Linked DNA regions of Mus musculus: region 2 is linked to region 1. A link is a contact called in public Micro-C data. All regions are on one chromosome and are shown on one strand. Each heading gives the region's core, a stretch centred on a gene start, on an enhancer-like site or on the middle of the called end of the contact. The rest is flanking DNA. Distances are from core to core; before and after follow the strand shown. Region 1 holds the start of Mrpl23 (mitochondrial ribosomal protein L23). Region 2 holds the start of Tspan32 (tetraspanin 32).

Region 1 (4,948 bases), core at 1,606-4,105:
GAGTGTAAAACAGCCTCTTAGAGAAACTTGGCTAGGACAATTGAACACCTAAATACAAGGAAGAAAGAAAGAAAGAAAGAAAGAAAGAAAGAAAGAAAGAAAGAAAGAAAGCAAGAAAGCAAGAAAGCAAGAAAGCAAGAAAGCAAGAAAGCAAGAAAGAAAGAAAGAAAGAAGGAAAGAAAGAAAGAGAGAGAAAGAACGAACAGAACTCATACCCTATACAGCATGTAAAATCTATGTAAAACAAATAACAGCAATACAGAATATAAGAGGTTTATTAGTCACAACACCAAAAGCATATTCTCTAGAACAAATTGACAAACTGGAATTTATTACTATCATCATCATTATTATTATTAATTTGGTTCTTCAAATAATAACTTCAGGGAGGCTGAGAAGACAAGCTGGGAACCAAGAAAGAGAATTTCTGCATGGCATGAGATTTGTTAGGTCTGATCCAAGATTAGAAAGTAAACTGCCTGTGGTGGCTCATACCTTTAACCCCAGCACTCAGGAGGCAGAAGCAGGCAGATCTCTGAATTCAAGGCCAGCCTGGTCTCCCAAGTGCTGGGATTACAGGTGTACTCCGTAACTCTTGGTTTATCAAGGGGTGGAGATGTGGCTTGCTCAGATGGGCCACATCTGGGCCAGAATGGGACTCCTGTGTTGGTGTTGGGAGGACCAGGTGTATCCTTAGCCTGAAATCCTCCCCTACACCAACCATTTTGCAGTTCCAAAGTTGCCTAACATTCAACCAGAAACTTTCATCCAGAAGGGAACTGAGGGACTCTGGTGGGACAGGCTTGAGGTAGGTAGCTGAAGTGGCAACACTAGTCCCTTTTACAATGTGTCCTAAGATCAGCTGCTCATCACCCACAAGGGACCCTTTCCTTCACCCTTTGTCTTCCAAGCTGTGAGGACCCCAGCTCCCACAGGGCCACTTGGCTTCTCCCTGCTCAGCACCTTCTTTGACTAGGGAGTCTTTTTCTCCCAGAGTTACGTACACCATATGTCACATATAAGGTCACCTCACACTTAAATGCTTTCTTCCCAGGGGGAGTCTCAGAACCACCTAATTTTAGAGCTGGCCAGCAAGATAGCTCAGTTTGGGTAAAGGTGCAAGACTCATGAATCTAAATTCAATCTCCCAGTCCTACATGGTCTACCAAGTCTCTTCCCAAGCAGTGGCCAGCTAGGGAACTAATTTTTTGTTACAACCCTGAGCCCATCTTAAATATGGCTAACAACAGTCTTTACTAAGGAAAGGACAACCTTGTACTTTTCTGGTCCTTGTGTTCCTTTTTTTTTAGCCTTCGGCCTCTTGGAGGAGGTGTGGAATGGTACTGTAGCGGGCTACGGCAGTCCAGTCAGGCCGAGCAATGGGTGACAGAAGAAGTGGGAGAAAACCCCAGAAGTCTGATCTGGAGAGGAAGAGAGATGGGGCTCAGAACTCAGGCTAGGCTAATATCATCTGCTGCTGGGTCATAGCCACATTCATTTTGTAACACTACACAGGAGTGGATATGGGCAGGGATCTGTGCTCACAACTCACCTCTAATCCTTCATCCTAGGGGACCCCAGTGGTCATTTTGATCATTAAATGGGTGACCTAGATGCTTCTCCCAGAGCCACCATGATGGCCTCTTATAATGTGCCTGATATCTCCACCCATGTCTCCTTTCCTGAGCCCCCAAACACAACTATGTTGCCGTGGGGTACAGACAGAAACTTAACAAGGACCGAGGGAGCTGGAAAGCAGCAGAGAGAACCTATGGGGAGAGATGGGCCAGGAAGCAGGAGAGAGCAGCAAGACCACCAAGTCGGGACAAGAGCTATGGGCAGGGATCCCTTAGTTAGGACGAAGCTGGAGGGTCTCTGACCTGCAGGGCTGAGGACTTGTGAACAGCAAGGCCTTGGGAGGCTAGTGGCCTCTTGAAGGAGGTGTGGCCAGGGGCTCCTGGGACAGGGAGTATGCAGTGCTGCTGGGCTGCAAATGTGGCTGGGCAGCCAAGAAAGGGAGGGAAGGAGAAAGGAGGGGGTCCTGGGAGTCTTGCCTGGAAGGGAAAACAACCCAGTCTGGATTGGGAGAGGGGCCGTAGACTTCATACAAGAGATCCAGTCCACCCCACCCTTCCCCATCTCTGCTGCCCAAGGGATTGTTGGCGAGGCTGTGACTTAATTGTTGAGGGGGGCTAGGGTCCTATGTGGGATAGGGCATGGGTGTAGCCTCTGATGTGCTTATGTGGGAAAGGGGACAAAGAGCTGGCAGAGCCTAGAGAAAGACTAGGCTGTGGAACACAGGGTGGGGGCTATGTGGCCAGGCCTTGGTGAGCCTTATGGGGTGGTTTCGTCCAGTCCAGAAAAAGGGGAGTGGGGACAAAGGTACTGCTGGACCACCTACAGCAAGGGAACAGAGTAGATTCACAGAGCAGATTTGGGGGGGGGGGTACAAGGTGTATGACTGTGCTTGGTGGGGCCATGCAATGTTGGGGTGGGGAAACAGGATAGTAGTTGCCCTTTGTAGAATCCACCAGCCAGCAGTGCAGAGATGCGGGACTGCTCATGGCAAAGTGTGGTGCCCTTGTGGGTGGGAAAGCATGTACTGTAGGGTGCTTACAGGTTGAAGAACAGGGAGGTACACTATACACCGAGAGGTATGCAGGATTCTGTGTGGTGCTGGGATGGGGCAAATGGGTACAGAGTGTATGCCGGCTTTTTGCGGGGCCGGGTGAGGGGCGGGGCTGTTCACTGTTTTTATGGCTGAGAGGCGGGGTGCGCTGTGCCGGGGGCGGTGCGCAAGCAGCTTACGGTGCACGGGTGGGGGAGGGGCTTTTCGGGTGCGGGGTTGGGGGTGGGGTGGGGTTTGCGGGACACCGAAAGTGCGGGGCCCTGCGGTGCAGGGAGAGGGTAGCGCGGCCTCCGGAAGCGAGGGGGCGCTGTGCCAGCGCGGGCGCTGTGCGGGGCGGGTGTCGCTCCTTCCTGACCAGGAGGTGCGGCTGCCATGGCGCGGAATGTGTTGTGAGTAAAGTCGTGACCCGCGGAACGGGCTAAGCAGCCCAGGTCGGGTGGGTGCGGGGCCCGGGCCGGAAGCCGGAGGCGCCCGCACGCGGCGGGAAACCCGCCAGGGTCCACGCGGCAGGGCCACCTCGGCTTAGTGTCCTGGCTGTCAATCACAGCCAGCGGCTACAGCCTGCTTTGGCAGACAGCCAGGGCTGAGCCAGGATTGGCCGTTGCCTGCAGGACCCCTGGCCCAAGTCCCCCAAAGTTGCTACATTCACCGGTCTCCACGTGGCCAGCAGTGCTAGCCTCCCACAGTCTGAGCCGGAAACATGTGTTCAGTAAACACGTGACCCACTGGTTGGGTGGCCCTAGGTTGAGCATTAATGCGGTTTTGAGAGTTCTCGTGGAAGCAGAATTGGGGGGACCCTGCAATAAGAAGGGGTGAGGGCTGGTTCCCTGGTGGGCAACCTTGTGATTTCTTTCCGCAGACTGGCTGGGAGACCAGGGACCTCTGAACCAGGCCAGTGTGAGGCAGGGCCAGTCTAGTTCAGCTTTTGGGCTCACCCCCTGGCTTTGCAGGGAGCTGGTTGGACCCATGCGTGAATGAGTGACAGGTGGGTGGGGGCAGAGTGAGACCAGGGATGAGACCTGAGCTTTGAGGAGGACTAGGTTAACAGCCTACCAGTTGGGAACCAGGCTCCCAGCGAGAAGAGAGAGCCAAGAGTTCCATTTGAGATATGCTGTTTGGGGCTGCTCATAAAAAAAAAAATAATAATAGTAGAAAAGAAGTTAAGAGAGCCCTAAAAGGCCAGACCTCTAATTTGACCATTAGGTAGGCTCTTGAGTCATTGAGTTTGGCAAACATTTAGCGATGGGGCCTGCTTCTGAGGCTCCCACCATGCTACCTTGGGAGTCATCTGAAACTCTGGTACCTGCTTCTCAGCCCTGAAACTTCTCTGGTGCCCTCAGCTTGGTGCTTCCAGTGTGGTGCTCCCAAGACTTAGAGGTCTGGCCCACATGCCACACCTCGGTTATCAGTGTGACCCTAGGGTGGTCCTGTGTACCCACCCTCCACCTGGGGACCATGAACTATGAGTCTCTAGTAATCCCAGTCCTTGAGTTTCTCCTGTCCTTCTCCATGTCTGCTCAGGTGGGCATGGAGGCGAGCAGGACCACCAGGCAGAGATCCTGCTTTCTCTACAGGCCTGATAATGGTGGAAACTGGCTATCCCACCAAGTCCTGCTTGTTTAGATAGTTTTAGGTGTCCAGTGAGGTGTTGCTAGCTCGGAGCCATGTTGGAAACACTGTCTTCTCTAGCCCCCAGCCTGTTTTCCTCCCTCTCAAGGAACTTCTGTGGGCCCTGGGGGTGGGGGTGGGGGTGATATTTCCGGGCTGGCCACTCCCCAGAAGCAGGAGTTAGCAGCAGGCCTTTGGAAGAGGTGGTATCTGCAAGCTGAGTACCACCACTGCCCTGTTTATGAGGTCCTTCCTTCCTTGTTCTTACAATTTTACAAGCTGGGACCATTATTCTGCTCCCATACCACAGCTATGAGCCTTAGTTCCTGTTTTTGTTTCTTTCTTTCTCTCTTTTAGCTGTCCTTTTGACCTTTCTATAGGAAGGCTGTAGTGTCAGTAGCCCTGGAACCCAGTAGGGAGGCCAAGGACTAGGCTGGGAAGCTGCTTGTCCCCCCTACTAATGAAACCATATAGTAGGGACAGGTCCTATGTGTAACTGTCCCACCCTGCCTCGATTCTGCTGATGTGAGTGGACACATGAGCCTGCAGTACTGTGTGTATAACCTCAATCCCCTGATTTCTCCTGAGCAGGTACCCCCTTTACCAACTGGGTGGCCCCCAGCTCCGTGTATTTCGAACTAACTTCTTCATTCAGCTGGTGCGGCCTGGTACTGCACAGCCTGAAGATACCGTGCAGTTCCGGATCCCCAT
Region 2 (4,948 bases), core at 1,832-4,331, 470 kb after region 1:
CCTTTTCTTCTCCCCCCTCCCCCTCCCCCTCTTCCTTCTTCCTTCTTCCTTCTTCCCCCTTCCTTCTTCCTTCTTCTTTCTTTTCTCTTCTTTCCGCAGGGCTACTCAACAAACCATGACCAACAGCAATCAATCACCACCCCACCCAACCTCTCGGAGCCCTAGCATTTATACCCTTTGAAATGTCCCAAGAATTCCAAACATCACACAGTCACAGAAACTATCTGCTGCTGGCAAAATCATGTCCCAAGCTTTGGGCCCCTCCCTGACTTCAGAGAGCCAGCACTGCCCTCTACTGGGAATGAGCCATAGCCCAACGCCCTGAGGTAGGCAGGAGGCAGGCCAGCAGCTCCTCTGACATACCATTTCCTCCTACAGAGAGTGTCAGAGCAGAAGGGTGGAAGGCAAAGGTATCCAAGAGGGCACATTGCTATGTGGTCCCACAACACATGGATTCCTGGCCCCACTGGTGACCTCGGGGAAGAGAGGGTTGACAGACCTAGTATTGGAGGGACAAGCCTAGGGTCCCTACCGCTCTGAGAAGACAAAGTGAGGCTGTCTGAGGAAAGCGCCTGGCTCCACTCTTGTCCTAGGCACGGAGTAATTGAGGAGGGGGTTCTAGGTGGTTCCAGGCCCATCTTGGGTCCTGGAGGCTGCCTGACTCTTTCTTCCATGCAGGTAGAGAAAGGTGGTTAAGGATTGAGCAAGCAGGAGGCTCTGCTGCAGGAGGCCTGGCACACATGAAGCTTAGGCCACACCCTGAGACTTGGCTGCACCTAAGCTGCTCTGCACCCTGGCTGGGTCTTGGAGTCTTCCCTGAGTGATATAGTGGTCACCCCTCACCTACCCTACAGGCTGAGAACTAAGACTCTGGGAAATGCAGGCTGCAGAGGAGACACCTGGAGTGCTGGAAGAGCCCCTTAGGAAGAAGGAGAAAAGAGGGGACTACAGCAGGAGGCTCCAATGTCAGTCTTCCTGAATGGGTGGCCACTTGACAATCTTCCCAGCAGCAACATTGACAGCCCAGAACACAGCCCTATTTCACTGGCTTCTAGAAGGCCCAGGGATCACTTCCACAGTTACCTCTTTTTCCTACCAAGATGCCCCCTGACTAGGAGAACCCTACATTACAGGGTGTGAAAAGAGGGCCATGCATCCTTTTCTGGGTACCCAGAAACAGCCTCAGATATCTGGACAGGCTTAGACATAACCAGGTTTTAAGGTGAACACTCATGTTATACTCTCCAAAGCCCACTTAGCATGGCCTGCATATATTTGAATTTGCAGTACTGCCCATTCCGTGGCTTACATCATCCTGTGTGTTATTGCAGACGCACATTTTGACAGAGAGCCTATGGGAGTGGGGCACCGACCCTCTTGGGGGGGCTCCAGTTCTTGAAGTAAGCAAACACTTGCTCCTTTTCAAAAAGTGGCTGACAGAGTTTCAGATGGCTCTTTCTTATCGTGTATTGATTTATGTATGTGTTCCTGGGGCAGGGTGTAGGTGGAGGCACGTGGAAGCCAGAGGTCAACCTCAGGTGTCACTGGCTGGCTGGCCAGTGAGTCCGGGCAGCATCGTCCTGCCTCAGCCTCCATGGCACTGGGATTACAAGCATGCGCTGCCATGCCTGACTTCTTTAACATGGGTTCTGGGGTATCCGACCTCAGGTCCTCATGCTTGCACTGCAAACACTTCAACTGAGCCCTGTCCCCAGCCTGTGTATTTTGAGGTGGGGGTCTCACTGAGTGTGTTAGGTTAGCCTCTGACTTGCTAATACCTTCCTGCCTCAGCCTCCCAGGTGCTGGCTGTGGGAAGCATGCTCTGCTTTTGTTTTTCAATCAAATATGGCTAGTTCACCGAAGGTCAATACAAACAGACTTCCTCCATCTTGAAACGCCTATGCCTGTTTGCCCAACCCCTGGACATTTCCTGAGATTTGACTCTATCACACCCTTCCCCTCTGTGCCAGTTATGAATTGGTTAATGCCATCAGGTCGGTCATGAGACACATTTGCCACTTGCAGAAGTCCTGTTTGGGGATTAGTCCCAGGAGGACTTTGGGACATGAGGTCTAACCAAACACTAAAGGTTTTTACGTAGCTGGACAGTTACAGGTTAGTACACCCTTACAACCAATGCCATGCCTTATAACCATAGGTCCTTCTCTTTCTGCTCCCCTCAAGACTCCACCCCTCCCCATGCTGCAGTGTAGCCCAGCCTACCCAAAGGGAGGCCTCATGCCTACAAAAATCCAGTTATCTTGGGCCAGGCCAGAGCAACAGCTGGTATAGAAACTGCCCCCCTTCCGGCCTGCCCTTCTTCCTTCCCCCAACACAGCCACTAGGTTACAAGGGTTGCTGACAGATAGGAGGACACAATGATACCTACTGTGTCTGCTGTGGTCTGAGGTCCCCACCCACTGGGGAACCACAGAAGGGAGGAGAGTAAAGAGGAAGGGAGGAGAGGGGAGGTGAAGGGAGGGGAGAAGAGAGGAGAGGAGACGAGGGCAGAGAGGAGAGGAGCTGAGCACCATGGGGCACTGGAATCGAATCAAGATTGCCAAATGCCAGATACTGATCACCAACTTCCTAGTCTTGGTAACATGCATGTGGGGCAGGAGTGGATGGGTGGGCAGGCAGGAGAGGAAATAGTTCACCATGCCCGGGCTTCCAGCACTGTGGTCTTCCCTCCTGCCACACCACAGTCCCTCAGACTGGTTCTGGGTCCCTGGTGGCCACCTTTAGAGGACTGTGAACATCTGTACCTGATGTCCTTGTAGGCAAGGGTCAGTGAAGAGCCTGGGAAAACCTAGGTTGGCTGGTGACTTAAGAGTGTGCAAGGACTACCCGGAAGGGGTGCTGCTTGGGACCCAGAGACTGGGACTGCCAGGTCAGGGACTGCAGACGAGTCTCTGCAGACAGTTTGATATGAGCTCCTGGGTCTTCAGATGGGAGGACACAGCGATACCTACTGTGTCTGCTGTGGTCTGAGGTCCCCACTCACTGGTGAACCACAGAAGGGAGGAGAGTAAAGAGGAAGGGAGGAGAGAGGAAGTGAAGGGAGGGGAGAGGAGAGGAGAGGAGAGGAGCTGAGCACCATGGGGCACTGGCTAGTGTGTTTTCTACTTATCTCTGTGTGTAGTACACTATCTGTGAGTGCCTGCCCACAGAAATATGTAGGCCTCCTGTAGCTGCCTTGTTCCTGTGCACCAAGGAAGCTGGAGGGAGCCAGGCTGGGGGCCTAAGAAGCCCAGACCCTATATTCTGTCAGGGTGAGGGGCCTCTGCAACTCCCCAGCGCTGACAGTGAGCCCACTTCACCCTCAGCTGCTGGGCCTCTCTATGGCCACCATGGTGGTTGTCATTCACTTTGGAGACCACTTTACTGTGATTGGCCATGCATCGTTGGAGAGGAACCCCTATGAAACACTGCGCTATTGGGGTAAGTGAGACCAGAAATGGCTGTGGAGTGGAAGTGAGAGGGCTCCAGGGCCAAACACATCTGGGAGGAACAGACCTTACTCCCCAGCCCTAGGCTGCCCAGAGGAGCTGGCTTTGGCCAAAAACCAGAGGTCAGGAGTAGGGAGAGGCAGCCCCAGTGTCTGGGTTGGACTAACAAAGGTGGGGAGGTTTAGGCGACAGCAGGCACTCCTGCCTTGATTCGCCTGCCCCATAGCAGTGGTGAAGCTGTGGCAGGGCCCAGATCTATGTGTTCAGGGCAGGGATCTCCTGGGGCCCACTCAGGTGGGCCTGTGGGGCTTGGCAGGGAATACCATATACAGAGGGCAGAAAATGTGCAGCTAGGACCCAACCTGCCAGGGTGCCTCACTTCCACAAGAACAAGGCCACTTTAATAAGAGGAATGCAAGGAATCTAGGAAGGTCACCACCCAGTAGGAAAAAGTGGAAAACTGAGGCCCCTGAATGGGGGATGGGTAGCCCCAGTCCCTGCCTTCCAAGGCACTAGGCCTCCCTTAGGCAGGAAGCCTGGGGCCTGGGCCTGCACTGATAAGGTACAGCCTACACTGTCACCTGTCACTAGAGTATGGGGATGTCCTTAAAGATAGTCTGTGAGGCAGGGAGGACAGGAGGAATGGGGGAAAGAGTACTGTCTCTTAGCTACCTTCTCTTCCCCCTTCCTTCTCAGCCTCAGGAGGACAGGCTATTGGGCTATGGACATTCCTTCTTTTGAGCCAGAGATATGTGCCTTTTGGGACCTCCCCGAAGGTCAGTTCTAGCTCTGTGACTCCCAAAGTAGATAGATTTCAGATCCAACCTCTATGCCCAGTCCCCAGGCTAGATTCCATACCCTCTGTCTTTCTCTTCCCACAGCCTTCTATGTGGGGATCAGCCTAGCGGGGCTCCTGAGCCTGGGAGCTGCTCTGAGCACCATAGCCACTGTGAGGGAGGCCCATGGCCTCATGGCTGCGGTAAGTTCCATGTGCTGCCAGACGACCCCGGCTCCCAGACCTCAGACGGGGACAAGAGCTGGAGAGGAATAAGACCAGGGAGCTGCCTGACCCCAGCAGAAGTATCCAGAAAGAAGCAAAGGTCAGGGGATATAGACCAGTGAGTCCCTCCACTTACACAGTCAGGACCTTCCACTTGCTCAATCAGGACCCTCCTACCTGGACCAGTCAAAAAAAAAAAAAAAAAAAAAACCTCTACCTGGGTGCTGCAGGGCCCCTGAAAGAGAGAATTGGCCCTCTCTGCCCTGGGGTTATCTCTAAAAACCCCAGAAGGGCTTGGTTCTGATACCTAGCCAGGTCTGGAGACAGGACTGGGTGAATTCCACTTCTCATTAGAAGACCAAAAGTGACCAGGCAGTCCCTAAAGCTGTTTCTGCAACCTGGGCTTCCTTGTCAGAGATCCACTGTCCTTGCCTAGCCATTGAAGAGACGTTTCACAACCCCAAAGAAGAAAGCTCTTGTTGCTGCCGTATCCAGTTCT

What was found. A called contact is a pair of places that touch in the nucleus more often than the background predicts.
Region 2: a contact with region 1 is called in a Micro-C map of embryonic stem cells, with 3 times the contacts expected there. The contact joins the promoter of Tspan32 here to the promoter of Mrpl23 in region 1. A contact is called at or near these places in 1 of 39 promoter capture datasets (the HPC-7 cell line), 3 of 484 Hi-C or Micro-C datasets (CD4 T cells, the G1E-ER4 cell line and embryonic stem cells) and 1 of 115 datasets of contacts at active chromatin or transcription factors (pancreatic cancer cells).

The regions. Positions count from the first base shown.
Region 1 is chr7:142,530,177-142,535,124 of GRCm38.p6, forward strand. It overlaps Mrpl23 (mitochondrial ribosomal protein L23), which reads left to right and starts at 2,856. Exons shown (of 5, transcript NM_011288.2): 1 at 2,856-3,018; 2 at 4,829-4,948. The coding sequence starts at 3,002.
Region 2 is chr7:143,002,578-143,007,525 of GRCm38.p6, forward strand. It overlaps Tspan32 (tetraspanin 32), which reads left to right and starts at 3,082. Exons shown (of 8, transcript NM_020286.3): 1 at 3,082-3,441; 2 at 4,331-4,428. The coding sequence starts at 3,342.